2 separate regions of the Sus scrofa genome follow, and region 1 is linked to region 2. A link is a contact called in public Hi-C data. All regions are on one chromosome and are shown on one strand. The core of a region is the stretch at or near the end of the contact, and the rest is flanking DNA. Distances in the headings are between cores, read along the strand shown. Region 1 has its middle 53 kb from the start of MEGF10. Region 2 overlaps MARCH3 (membrane associated ring-CH-type finger 3).

Region 1 (7,053 bases), core at 1,167-3,666, 250 kb after region 2:
CATGCTATGTGTCTTTACCATAAATGCCTTGTGATCTTTGGGAGGGAGTGAGCATTTGGGCTGGGTGTGCCCTCTTGAAGCATAAGTCTTCAAGGGCCATTGATAAGAATCCGTGGTACATCCAGGAGGTCAGGAAGTAGTCGGTTACTTGGATACACCCTCGGGAGAAACATTTCTTCAGGGAAAAGAAGAAATGTGATCTCTACCTGGGAACAAACTTCATGATTCACATGGCCTTCAGTGTGTACTTTGGCTTTCTGCATTCAGATGATTTATTTATTTCTAAGTAAAAGAAAACACATCCTGAATTGAAAGAGAAATGAACAGACTCTCACAGGTAGTTTCAGGAAGTGTCCCAAAGATAAGCTAGGGATTGACGTCTTACGCAAGTGTAGTCTTAGCCGTTCTGTAAATATGGTCTAATCGTGGTGACTTCACCAACCCATACAACGTGTGTGATGTAGATGGAAGCTACCATTTAATTTTTACTGATGTGGAACCTGAAACAAGCCACCTTGATCTAGGTCATAGAGAAATTCAAAAGGGAGTCAAAACATTGCATCAGTGTCTATGAGTGGATATAAAAACACCGAAAATGCAGTGCCTCACCTTCACTCCCACTAATATGTTGTAAGAAATGTTTTAGAAAAGGAGAATCCATTGAAAAGCAAAACTAAACCATGGCTGTCTCATTCTGCATTATAGATTACCACTGAGATGTCTTTCATTTTTGATCTTTCCTTTCCTTAAAATTATAGGGGGGAGGTGGGCAAGGCTGTTAAAACATTCCATCTTGGCATTGCCAATAAAGAAAGCTTCCTGCAGGCAAAAATCTCTAGTGGAGGGGCTGCACCATACTCACTGTGAGCGCCTGTAGCTGGAATATTCTGGCGATAAGAACTGCCCATTCTAGGAGGAGGAGGGAGGGAGAACGGTCCAGTCTTTCATGAAAGGTTGCTGCCCCTGGGTCCTGTGGGGGGAGAGTGGTGAAACCCTCTCATATAGTCAGCGTTTCTTTTCTTTTTATTTATTTGTGTATTTTTTTAAGGGCCACTCCTGCAGCATATGGAGGCTCCCAGGTTAGGGGTCCAGTTGGAGCTATAGCTGCCGGCCTACACCACAGCTATAGCAACACCAGATCCAAGCTGCGTCTGTGACCTACACCACAGCTCACAGCAATGCCAGATCATTAATCCATTGAATGAGGCCAGGGATCGAACCTGCAACCTCATGGTTCCTAGTCGGATTCATTTCCGCAGTGCCACGACGGGAACTCCCAGCTTTTCTTTCTCCTGGGCCTTAGCTGTGGTCACTTCCCTTATCCCTCTCAGGGAGTACCTGGATATGCTAAAGGACCTTGGTCGGGGTCTAATGTATTTGACATGGTGAGAAACGGGACCTTCCCCTTGCTCCCGTCAGGGATGCTGTCCCACCTGATAAGTTTGCTCCTGATATGTGATTTTATACAGGTCAATGACGTTTTGGGTAAAGCTCTCACCCCAGCAGTGGATTCTGGCCAAACTGTGTTATGCATGTCTGTCTGATTGGAACCGGCAGCTTAACCTTCATTTGGGCTTTGTTCTCACCTATAAAGAAGGGATTGTAGTATATGCCCTCCTTACATGAAGTCACATATACCAGGGTGTTTGTGCCTGAGTTTTGGAAAGCTGAAAGCCTCTCTGTGAGTGTAGGATGGTGTTGTGGCTTCCCTCACCCTTGCTCTAGTTCTGTGCCCGGCCCTGCCCGCAAAAACCAGCTGCTCCTGTTTCTAATGTGACCTGTGCTGGCACCTTGGGCGCTCACACGGTCATGCATTCAGCTGCCACACTGTCTGCCAGCAGCCACTTGGTCACTCACCTGTTACGCCCTCCCTGCTGGTGGGGCTGGGCGGCCCTCCAGCAGCCAGTCTTTCTGGAATTAGGCTCTGCCACATGGTCTGCTTATTGTCACACACCAGGACCTCATAAGAGTACAGTCACCTCTCCCAGCCAGGGTCATAGGCCCTCGGGGCCAGCACTGAGCTGGAAAGGAAGAAAGAGTTGGAGGCCGGCTGGCACATTCAGGGAGGTGCTGAGTGAGTCTGTGTGTGAACGTACTGACTTCAGGGTGAGGCTGAGATGAGCTCACATTTGAAGAATTTGAAGAATTGGGTGTAGGGAGAGGATGTAGAAAGAGGCTGAGGAAAGGTGAAGGGTGTGTTAGTGGATTTGAAAGCAGCTAATGCTGTGTGAGCGAGGAGGAAGCAATTCCAAGATATTCGCGATCTGTGAACTTCGTGTTGCTTGTTTCTTTTTAAGTCACTTCCCTCTCGGTTCCTGCAGCCTGTGTGCGTATTTCCCTCCATTGTGTCTTTTTCCCCTGCCTTTAGCTGGAAGGCTGGAAGGGGGATGGGAGGAAATGCACTGGACTGTGGGAGGGGAGAGAGGGTGGCACTGCCCTCTAGCTGCCACAGCAGAAACTGCAGACAGAACCCTGGTTTCTGTTTTGTCCGCAGAAACCCTAGAAAAACGACTTTTTAAAATCAATTACTTATTTATTTATTGCGTGACACTTGGGGAACTCGATTTTATATGTTTCTTCCTAAAAGGAAAAATGGGCAAATGAGATAAGGGAAAAATAGAGATTTAAATTAAAAAATGAAGGGGATTGTTCATCCGTGAATTTTGATGATGGTTACAATTTTAGTTTTTGGTAATGTAGAACATGATGTGGGCAGCAGATAAGACCATCATAGCCCTTCTAGTAGTGTGCTCATCTCATTCCCCAGGGGTCATACAGTCAGCAGAAGCAAAAAGGCATATTGGTGGGGTTTCAGGCTACGAATGCTCTCTCACCAGCCGCCTAAAGCCTCCCATCACATTTTTTTCTCACCCAGTTCTTAAAGTCCCATTCATCAGGGAGTTGGTCAGAGCTAAAAGGCAGGGACAGACAAATAAGCCAAAGTTAAACTGGCATGTTGAAACCCTAGTGTTGATAACTTGGAGTCCACAGGCTTGGAGCTGGCTGCAGTGCCCTCCCCCTTCCATGCTCCACTTCCAGATGGGAAGCCAGAGAGGTCAAGGGGAAAGGTCAAAGTGAAGTTCTGCTCTGGGAATCCCTGATGTTGGAATTTGTTTATCTTCAGAAAAGAGGGAAATCAGTGAGTCAGGACATTTACAGAGTGAAGTGGATGAAAGGAGGGAAGGAACAAGTGTTGAGTCTGTGAGGAAAGGAGGACGTGTAATTAACTAAGCATTATTATATTCTAGGGATCTTACGTAATTGTATTAGTTATTCCTCCCAGCAGTCCAGTGAGCAGGGCAGTGTTACGTTGCTATTTTGCAGATGAGGAGAATGAGGCACAGAGCATTTCTTTGCCAAAGTCATATGACTTTATGGAGCGTTGTGGGAGCTTTATGAAGCTCCCAGCCTCTGTTCCAAAGCTTGTGTTATTCTCCTAAGGGGAATCAAGAAAAACATATTACATCCTAATGATAAAATACTGCTATACTATTTTAGTGCTGAAGAAGTGTCTGAGGTCGTCTGCTCTACCTCTTTCAATACCTTCATTTCAAAGTTGAAGAGAGCAAATTGCCTAGGGTTGGGCAGGACAGGCTTGGCATGCCTTCCCGTCTCAGTAAAGGGTATTACCGTCTACTAAAGGCTTTTAGCCAGAAGTCCAGCAGCCGTCTTGGTGACCTCCTCCCACCCCCGCCACATCACACATGGGATCCATCTTTAAGTCCTGCAGGTTCCAACTCTAAAGTATTGAATTCTTCCCTTCTTCTCTCCGAAATTTAATCAGTAGTCTCCTCATTAGTATTTCTTTCTTTCTTACTTTTTTTTTTTTCCATCTTTTTAGGGCTGCACCTGCAGCATATGGAAGTTCCCAGGCGAGGGGTCAAATTGGAGCTGTAGCTACTGGCCTATGCCACAGCCACAGCAATGTGGGATCTGAGCCACATGTGTGACCCACACCACAGCTCATGGCAACGCCAGATCCTTAACCCACTGAGTGAGGCCAGGGATTGAACTCACATCCTCGTGGATGCTAGTCAGGTTCATTACCGCTGAGCCACAATGGCAACTCCTCCTCATTAATATTTCTCTTTCCACTCTCCACACATTAGACATAGTGATCTTTTAAAAAATGGAATCTTTCACTGCTCTGCTTAAAGCACATCAGATTCTTCCCATGCTCTGAGATTAAAACCTCAACCCCTCACATGGTTACTAGGCCCTCCGTGAGCTAAATCTTTTCTATTGAACTCACATAGGGTCCCTTTCCATCCTGCTGGCTGTCTCTTGCCACACTGGTCTTCTGTGCCTTAGACATATCGAACCCTTTCTCTTCGTAGGATGAGATGCCTGAAATGTTCTTCCTGGAATCTGTAGTACCTTCTCATCCATCACATCTCTGCTTCATTACCAAAAAAGCCTTCTCTGACAGCCATATTCCTAGGACCCCTTACAGGCACAATCTATCAACTTACCCCATTTCTTTCTTTTAAAATGTTTATCATTATCTTTAATCTTCTTGATTATCTGTATATTTGTTAACTATTTTTCTCTGTCAGAATGTCAGCTTCTCGAAGGCAGGGAGTTTACTGTCCTGTTCATCACTGTTTTCCAAGGCTTAGTTCAATACCTGATTCATAAAAGATGCTTACAAATATTTATTGAATGAGAAAAAGGACCAAATAAGCTTGGGCTTCTTGATTCCAGGTCAGTGTTCCTTCCTTCACTAGCTTCCTAATATATAGGAGGTGTGACATACTTGGGAGACTGAACACGGAAAGTTTGCCCCCAGTTCTTAGGAGGGTCAGGAGAATGGAGAATTGGGAAGGAGAAAGAAAGCCTGAGCGCAGGAAGAGGAGCGTGGGAAGGGAGATCAGACGTTGAGTCTCCAGCGCAGCCTGTGCCAAGATCCCCAGTGAACATTTCTTCACTTTACCCACAAACATTTGTGCTGGAGTCTTATTACACATAATAGCAAATTCCAAAGCAGCAATGACAGCAGAAAAAAAATGAAAGGCTATGGAAACAAGTCCTGAGAAGAGAGTGTAGCTTTTGGACAATGGTTCCTTCATCTCAGCATTTTTTAGGGATTTCAAATAAGACGTAGTAATATTTTCATGTGCACGTTTTTCTTGAAGAGTAAAATTAAGTTTTCCTTGCTATTTTATATTTCTAGTAAGTGCTGCCATTCCCCATCACCCCCCCCCACCCCCTATGTATGGGAGGCATATTCTGAAGTATCAGGGATTATCTTCCCAACAAAATTATCTTACTCATTTTGCTCAAGTTTTCTATGAATAACTGGATGCAGCTTTAAAATTCTGAGGATTAATATCAACATTTACTCACCGAGAATTTGTTATGTTCACACTTGTGAGCCTTGAACCGGCATGATACTCAGACTTGGAGAAGCTCAAGGCCAGGCTCTGTGTTCTGTTCGTTGTGTTGTTTCAGGTGCAGGATATAGCAGGCCCTCACAAAGTAGTTGCTGGGAAGTGAATCCATATATGGTACTACTCTAGGTACTTGGGAAACATACAGTCACTGTCCTCAGAGGGCACAGCAGAGGTTCAATACATTTTTTTTTTTTTTCCCACTGTACAGCAAGGGGGTCAGGTTATCCTTACATGTATACATTGCAATTACAGTTTTTCCCCCACCCTTTGTTCTGTTGCAACATGAGTATCTAGACATAGTTCTCAATGCTATTCAGCAGGATCTCCTTGTAAATCTATTCTAGGTTGTGTCTGATAAGCCCAAGCTCCCAATCCCTCCCACTCCCTCCCCCTCCCATCAGGCAGCCACAAGTCTCTTCTCCAAGTCCATGATTTTCTTTTCTGAGGAGATGTTCATTTGTGCTGGATATTAGATTCCAGTTATAAGTGATATCATATGGTCAATACATTTTTGAAAAGGTGTACCTAGCAGAGGGGCGGATAGGAGAGTGTAGCACAAGGCAGCACCAGGTAAGTATCCCCAGAGAAGTGCACACGAGTAATTTGGAGATGAAAAGGAGGAAATTATGACTTACAATTTCACAAACAGAAGTTCCCATTATGGCTTAGCGGTTAGCGAACCCGACTAGCATCCATGAGGACGAGGGTTCGATCCCTGGCCTCGCTCCATGGGTTAAGGATCTGGCATTGCCGTGAGCTGTGGTATAGGTTGCAGGCATGAGTCAGGTCCCACGTTGCTGTGGCTCTGGTGTGGGCCAGTGGCTACAGCTCCATTTGGACCCCTAGCCTGAAAACCTGTATATGTTGCAGGTGCGGCCCTAAAACAAACAAACAAACAAACAAAAAATGACTAAAAAAATAATTTCACAAATAGTTTTATGGAAATTATCGAAGGATGGAAAAAATGGACATTCGTTTACTGAATGAGTGAATGCATTTTGCCAAAGAGCGGAAAATGCTCAGCAAAACTGGAGGAAGGAAAAGCTAGTGAGCGTAGGATTCATGCAGGAGAAGAGCCAATGCCTGGGGCGCCAAGTTGAGGGGACTGTTAAGGCCAAGACTCCAGGAGAAGGACTTGGTATCGGCAGTGGAATAGCTTCTGAATCACGAATGGAGTGTGCTTGAACTAAATTCAATCTGTCACTTAGGGATTCTCATTCTCAGTATCTCAGAAACTGTTGTGGTTCCTTAAAAAACAGAGGAAGTGGAGTTCCCACTGTGGTGGCGTGGGATCGGTGGTGTCTCTGGAGTGCTGGGACGCAGGTTCAGTCCCCGGCCTGGCACAGTGGATTAAGGATCTGGTGTTGTTGCAGCTGTGGCGTAGGTTGCAACTGTGGCTCGGATCTGATCCCTTGCCTGAGAACTCCATATGCCATGGGACAGCCAAAAAAGAAAAAAAAAAAAAAAAAGGAAAAAAAAAAAAAGAAAGAAAAGGAAAAAGAACAAATAAATAAAAAACAGGGGAGCTGCCCTAGTTTTCAGCTCATCATGGTATAGCCTCTTGTCAAAGCTGTCACAGACCCTTAACTGGCAGTGGTTCTGTTTCTGTGCTCTTTGGGGCCAAAGGAATCTTTCTGCACATGGAGTTCTGTTGTCCAAG
Region 2 (7,471 bases), core at 642-3,141:
ACCCCCTGATTTGGCCAAGTAGCACCTTTTCAAGCAATATTTGCCAAACATGGATCACTCAATTAATGCACCACCTTTCTTTTCCCAGATCTTGTGTTCTGCAGTGCAATTATCTACTTCCTGTGTCTTGAAAATTAGTTTCTTTTAAAAATGTAACCCATTTTAGCCTTAAGTTATGAAATGATGAGTTTGATGAACTTTTATATACATATTTGTAGATATATATAGGGAGATAAATAGACATTACAATAAATACATTAATATTTTTTGCTTTTCGTGTGCCACTTCAAATCTAGGGACACTGTCTCATCATAGGGGGACACACAGGCAAATGCAAGAAACTGATGAATGAGGTGTCTCTACCTATTAAGAATAATCCATTCCTAATAAGGGCCTTACCTCCCTGACACGGTCTATCATACAGACTACAAGAAATTGTGTTCCCGATCTGTGTGGTGTGGCTTGAACTTGACCTCACGTTCAAAGCACTCAGACCCAGTGGAGTGAGGAAACTTTCTGCATCCAGTGATAGTTCTGCGTGATGTGTAAGATCTAGAGGACTTAAGAGAAACTCATAGGAGGAATTCTTTATGTGTAAAAGGTGAGCTGACAGTTTCACGGTCCATACAGGTCGTCTCGGCCCAGGCTGCTCAGCTCAAGCTCCTGAGCCTGGCTCTGCAGGACTGGTGGACAGACTGGGTTCCCGTCAGTCTGGGTGGTTAAGGCCCCAAGTCTAAACAAATCTGCCTCCCAACCCTAAGAGGATTCTTGGAATTTCTCAAGGCGTGATTTTTCTCCCAGATCTCTGTCTGTGTTGATTACATTTCACTCAACTCCCATAGGTCTGGAAATCAGGATCTTCCCAGCTTCCAAACAGTGTGCATCAGCTGCATGTTCTCAAGGGGTTTCCAGATGAACTCGAGCTGACACTGTCCCTGCTGCCAAGCACATACCCTGCAAGCCTGACCACTGGCCACACTTGGATGGGAACAGAATCCTCTCCTTCCAGCTGAGGTGTCTGGCTGGCCTCCCTCCAGCGGCTCCCTCTCCTGTCCTCCTTGGCTGCCTCTCATCATCTCTGGGTCTGCCGTCTGGCCTCTCCCAGGAGCCCTTTGGAAGCTGGCAGTGGGGGAGAGGGCTCCGGACACCAGTCCTGGTCTGAGGCCTGAGGTGGGGCGGGGACAGGGCTGCGCCTTCCATGTCACTGTCATGACTCCGGGGGGCTTCTCAGCCCCCAAGTACCAAGCATCCCAGTGAGATGATTAGCTAGTATAGTTCTGCTTGTTATACACAATCTGTTGCTTTTTTTTTTTTTTTTACCCACATTATGAAAGCAAGAAGTCTATGTTACAGAAAGTATAGAAAAAGCACACAGACAACAATAAAAATCAAAACCCCACCACGTGAATAACCACAGCAAACTTTTTGGGCGGATGCTAAAACTTTTCATTTTTGGCAGGGTGGGCAGGGTGGAGTTGATTTGTAGCTGGGGTCAGATAGCTTTTTTTTTTTTTCTTCTTTTTTTTTTTTTTCCTTCTCCTACACTGAGTTATGGTAGTTCTCAGGCCCCAGACCAAAAAGGATGATCCCAGGCCGGCTTTGAACACTATGTCTAACCCCTCTTCCCTGGCCCGCCCTCATAAAAGCCTACTGACATGATTTTAAATTCTCATAATGCCTCACAGTCACAAAGTGGGACTTCCTGGCACAGCTCTCTTGCTTCACAAGGCAGCTATAGATTCAGAGCCAGGGGTGTGCTGGCAGGAAAAGCAGACACAGTGACCTTCTTGCCACACAGGATCATTATTTCTCGGGGCACTCCGAGAGTCTATTTTCGGGTTTTGCCTAACTCCAGCTCAGAGGGCCAAGCATCCCCTCTCTCTGCCTGAGGGAGCTGGAAGGAGGCGGAGAGGGATGCGGAGTGAGAAAAGGAGGTCAGGCTCATCAGCAGCGAGGCTGATCTTAGCGAGGGGGCTGCCACTCAGGCACCTAAGCTCCCCAGGTTCATTCACTGATAACCTCACTGTCGTCCTCACCAAAGGAAGTAGTGCTCAATGTAGGACCTGAATCTGGAACAAAATGCCCTGAAAAGAGTTCTGGAAGTACCGTTTCCATTAAGCTTATTTTGGATCTGTAATTTCACTTCTAGATGATACACTTCACTTCCCTTCTCAAAGGCGAAAGGGATGTTATCTGCCAGCTGATCGCAGTTTATTCCACTCACAAAGGGTGCCGGGCACTGAGTTGGGCATAAAGAAACAACAGGCTCCTCTACCTTCTCCTCCAAGCAAGCCCTGGCGCTCTCCCCTGAGCCATCCCTGCGGAATCCTGAACCCAAACTTGGACCTGATTGAAATGATACACGAGTCCCGTGCTCACTGAAGAACACATCGGCCAAGCCACTGGCCACCAAGCACCCCAACAGCCCCCGGATACTAAGGCTGGCATGGCAGGTATGAGCCCTCACACTCCCCAGAGACCATATCTTGAGCTGAAAATGGGGTGGGAGGGATTGCACAGAGGATGGGCACCTGGACCGCGGTTGAGGGAGGGCTGAGTTGGTTCTAGCTCCAGGTGAGTGAATCTAATTGGGTGATAAGGAGAGAAGGAGCTCATGATAATGTGAGAAAAAAGAATGTATACATGTATGTGTAACTGGGTCACATGCTGTACAGTAGGGAAAAAACTAATAATGTATTGGGGAAATAAAAAAAATTAAATAAAAAAAAAAGGAAGCCCAGAGGCTGAGATCCAGGCAGAGGGGACAGGAATGGGCCTCACGGGCCATGGGCACTGACTGGCACGCATATATGTTGCACCTGGGGCAGTGACAAATGGCCCACTGCATTCCCTTGTCTCTTCCAGGGCCACCTGGGAAAACAGCAGGCTGTTGCTGTGGATGCTAGAAAGAGCTGAGCTGTGGATTTGGAGCCCAGCCCTGGTCTCCCACTGACCTCTCTGCAAAATCTCACGCACGGCTTTCGTATCCCCCGCTCCTAGGAAGTCCACCCAAGAATTCTGCTCTCTGGGATTTCTGAGGACAAAAACACCGTTGCTGGGAGGGGGTGGGGTCCGTGCAGGCTTGAAAGCTCAAATTTCACTGATGGGAGAGGTCCTCTGTTGGCCAGGCTTGACACTTATATAACTCCTCGGGCTGAGAATAACACATGATTTGGCACTGGCCACACTCAGCTGCACTCAGTGGGAGGACTGCGAATAGGTGGACGCGAGGGACACAAATAAAACAGGGGGGCGTGGCTACGGAAATGAAAGCCCGATTAGACGATTGTTAAGAGAAGCAGGGCTGTCTGTGAAACGGTGACCCCTTTAAAGGACAGAGGACAGTCTCCCAAAAGCAAGGACCCAACAGTCTGCGGCTAACCGTGGCTGCGTGGGTAAGCGATGTCCGTGGGAACACAGCGGACCTCGGGAAGATGCGTGGGCAGGACGTGTGGAAGGCAAGGAGGCGAGCCCTGCTCACCTGTGCAGCCCCCGGAATCTCCATAAGGATCTTTCGGGAAAAGCGCTGTTCTTAGAGCAAGGACACCCAAGCCTAGGCCCTGCCTCACCCCTCACCAGGGGAAGCCACACGGTCGCTCAGACTTCGCTCAGATGTCTTGCATATTTGAAATTAGGGTATGACGACTTCCTGCGCCACTTCATCTGGCTGCTTGTGAGGCTTAAAATAAGATGATCCATGTGAACACGCTCTGTAAGCTGGAATGAGCCATGCACATGTACCTTTTATGACGACGTTAACCTTATTTTTTGTTCTTTTTCTGGCCCAGGCTGCTGTCTCCTCTCCGTTTGCTAAAACTGTCTTCTTCCATGGCCAGTCAGTCAGTAGCCACTGCACCCTTGGGATCATCCTTGAGCCCTGAAGTTGCATCCCTTCATCTCTCCCAGTGGGGAGCACAAAGGGAGTCTTCCTCGCACCCCACTTCTCCTCCCTCTCCTGAGACCTGCCATCTCCATATCCCCACACAGGTTGTCCTTTTCTATGAAAATGTTTCGTAAAGATACATGATGAAAATCTGCTATTATGTTTGAGATAGTGGGGTCTATTCGTTAAAACAGCTACCATTATCTTAGCGAATTGATCGCCTGATAAATACCCTGGAAAATAAAACACAAGCCACTCCCTACTGCCTTTTCAGGCCTGCTTCTATCAGAACTGTATTTTCAGTGCCAAGTCAGTTTTAATCTCTCAGATGTAGGATGAGAAGGCTATTCTGGGGAGGCACCTGGAATGTTGGCATCTCGATTTGGGTATAAAAATTACCCACAGTATTTAAAGGTGAAGACAAGAATATAAGGGTGTGTGTGTGTGTGTGTGTGTGTGTGTGTCTGTGTGTGTATGTGTCTGTGCCTACACTAACCCTGGTGGGCAGGGGTCTGAGCAGGCCCAAGCTTGGAGGGGCAGTCTAGAGCAAGATTGGACCTCCAAATTCAACCCTAATGCCAATTCCAGAAATTTTATTTTATTTTATTTTATTTTTTGCTTTTTTTAGGGCCACACCTATGGCATATAGAGGTTCCCAGGCTAGGGATAGAATTGGAGCTACAACCACAGCAAGCCTGGATCTGAGCCTCATCTGCCACCTACACCACAGCTCACGGCAACACCAGATCCCTGATCCCCTGAGCGAGGCCAGAGATTGAACCCCCATCCTTATGGGTACTGGTTGGATTTATTTCCGCTGTACCACGATGGGAGGTCCCAATTCCAGAAATTTTAAGTAGGCTTCTCAGATCCCCCTGTGTCCTGGAAAGGTCCTGCATCAGCTCCACAACCAGAGTTGGTCATTAAAGCAAATAAAAGGATTAGTCCTTCTTTCACCCATTCGAACAACTATTTTTTGAGAACTTATTAGATATTCCTAGCAAGTTTCTGGTGGGGAAGGGTCTAGTCATTTCAAGACTGCTTTACATTTCTCGAAGAAAAGCACAGGCCACCAAACAGCCTGGAGTGTTCCCCAGACCCCTCTCCAGGGCTGCAGAGCCATATGGACATGGCGTCTTTCCACCAGCAATCACGTCCTTGCTAATTCAGGGGAAACCACCCTAAGTCTGAGGGAATGAAAGTGCAGAGCTATGGAACGGCGAGGTGGCTTTCTGCTCCCACAGAGCTGTGCATCATTAAGGCTGGTCCAGGATTCAGAAGCCTGACCTGAGTTTTACACGAGCAGATCTGCTTCAAAAAGGATCTCTAAAATGTCCCTCAGCCTTCTTCGAGGAGCTGTATACTCAGGGAGCAAGGCCTCCTCTAATGAGGCCAAGGAATGGATGATACAAGTCTGTCGGTGATTGAAAGGGGAAAAAATAGCAATAATGGCCTGTCCAGGAACTTTCCCCTCTGAGTTGGATTTTTAGACTTTGAATTCTAAGAAGTCTCTACAAATAGGAATGCTCTTTGATAGAACATTTCCCTGGCTTTTCAGGCATGTTATAACCAGACAGTGCACTGCACGGCTGATGAACTGACTTAAGAGTATCCTGAATGTTCAGAGAAAATGAAGGCAGGCAGGACATCGCAACGGATCTCCCCTTCCAGCGAATATGGAGCAAATGACTAATTTCAAAACCATTAACATGTAAAAGCGGCATATTTCTTCTGAGAACAGGGCACAAAGGCTCTCCAAGGAGATTGCTGGGACATGATTACCAGCAACATTTAAGTTTTCAAAAACAAGCCAAGGAGGCTATTCACTAAGAGTGTGTTAGCGGCAAAGTAGCTGCTTCATTAAACTTAAATAGCCGCGGCAGGGCTGTGCTTACAGACCCAAGCTACCAAATTATACATTTCTTTTCTGGATGCTTCACTGACCTCATTATGTAGAGAGGAGAGTTTGTCATTCCAAATAAAGTGACCATCCAAGTCTTTATAAACATGTCCATCAGGTGCTTGATGAGTCTGCAGAGTGAAACACTGGGAGCCCAGTGAATTACCAAAAAAAAAAAAAAAAAAAAAAAAAACAAAAAAACTCATAGAAAACTTCTCTATTTGTCATCTCTTTCTTCCCTGCTGCATGCTCACTGTCACACTGACAGAGCAGAGTAAGCAGGTGAAATGCCTGTTCCGGAGCATGAAGGAATTCTTGGTTTGGGGGTTGCGGCATTTTATTGAGAAATGTATAAATACTCATGATGAGCCATGGGGAGAAACACAGACCAGCATACAGCAAGTTGGATCCAGAGAGAGTCACAGCCCATTCTCAGTGTTCTATCTGAAACTTATATCCAGAATTATTTATCATTTCCCATCCACATTATTAATTCTGATTTTCAGCCACAAGAAGTATCAGACTAATTTTCCCCCCGTTTAAAATACTATATTTTATTTTCAGCCAGGTAAAATCCTCCAGTTCTGCTGAAGGCAAATCAAATAACAATTATCGTATTTATACATATTTTTCCCCTCAAGAACTACTCACGAAATTAATTCAGATTTTGGAGGCTCTCCCATTTTTTCATTTCATTTTAATTATATAGATGAAAATGGCAATTAAAATCCCACAACAACCCTGTGTGTTCAAAGACACAGCAACAGCTGAATCGCATTTGTAAATAACAACTGGTCCTGCACACGGAGCCCTGCTGAGCCGGGTATGTGTAGGGGGAGCCTTGGGGAAATAGAGCTGCCTGGATGACTTCCGGGGGCTCAGGAACCATCAGGACACACCAGAAAAGTCTGAATGTCAAGTTTGAAGAAACAGAGAGGAGCAGGAACCTAAAATGAGATGTTCATGGGACATTACTCGGAGGTGAGAAATAAAAGTGTGTGCTTCCAAGGATATTCAGCTAAAAAGCTATGTGTCCGGCACAAGGAAGCCATGGAGGTACGACGCATGCTGACCAGACTATCTGATGATGCGGGAGGCAAACGTTTCAGCCACAAATGAGAGCTGAACGTCCTCAAAGGATTACAAGTTTCCGGGTTTGTGGGTAGGTTCATACATATCTACCATCAGCATCCAAGGGAATGGCCATCACTAAGGGAAGTCAAGTTGGGGTTCATTCCAAGGCATATCTCACCCTCCTCTGTGCAAATAACGCAGTCCCAGCCACACAGGTGTGCGCCTTCTTAACCCCAGCCTTCCAGAGCCTGGAATAAAGCCAGATGCAGCTTATTTTCAGCTGCAAGGTGCCTTGGGGTTTTCCCAGGCTGCATTTCGCCAGGACCACGGAGAGGCTGCAGTCAGTCTTGCCCTCTCACTGGGCGGTGTCCAAGCTCTGCACTCTGCCAGGCTCGCGGGACCAGGCCAGCCTGCAGTGTGTGCAGAGGCCAAGACACCTTTGGCTGGTAGAACTCCATTTACACATGGAGATATCCGAAGTTACGCAGCTCGCCGAGGAACAGTAAGGCAAGTGCTGAGCAAAGGCCAAAACGCTTCGGATTTTGCTTTTCAGCTCTGTCTGTGGCATTCAGGGTGGGCTCCCTTTCAAATGTTTCGTGTTCCTGAAAGTCTCC

Evidence for each region. A called contact is a pair of places that touch in the nucleus more often than the background predicts.
Region 1: a contact with region 2 is called in a Hi-C map of liver, with 1.9 times the contacts expected there. The contact joins two enhancer-like sites. A contact is called at or near these places in 1 of 5 promoter capture datasets (liver), 6 of 47 Hi-C or Micro-C datasets (alveolar macrophages, blood, embryonic fibroblasts and 2 more) and 1 of 2 datasets of contacts at active chromatin or transcription factors (skeletal muscle).

The regions. Positions count from the first base shown.
Region 1 is chr2:130,169,340-130,176,392 of Sscrofa11.1, forward strand. No RefSeq gene overlaps it. Among named protein-coding and RNA genes, the nearest start is that of MEGF10, 53 kb to the right of the region's middle. Within about 2 kb of position 2,417, at least 57 of the 83 cell types and tissues checked have an H3K27ac peak or open chromatin away from gene starts, as enhancers often do. A contact at or near this core is called in liver and skeletal muscle, where this site is marked.
Region 2 is chr2:129,918,865-129,926,335 of Sscrofa11.1, forward strand. The region is part of intron 1 of MARCH3 (membrane associated ring-CH-type finger 3); the gene reads right to left. Among named protein-coding and RNA genes, the nearest start is that of MARCH3, 100 kb to the right of the region's middle. Within about 2 kb of position 1,892, at least 25 of the 83 cell types and tissues checked have an H3K27ac peak or open chromatin away from gene starts, as enhancers often do. A contact at or near this core is called in liver and skeletal muscle, where this site is marked.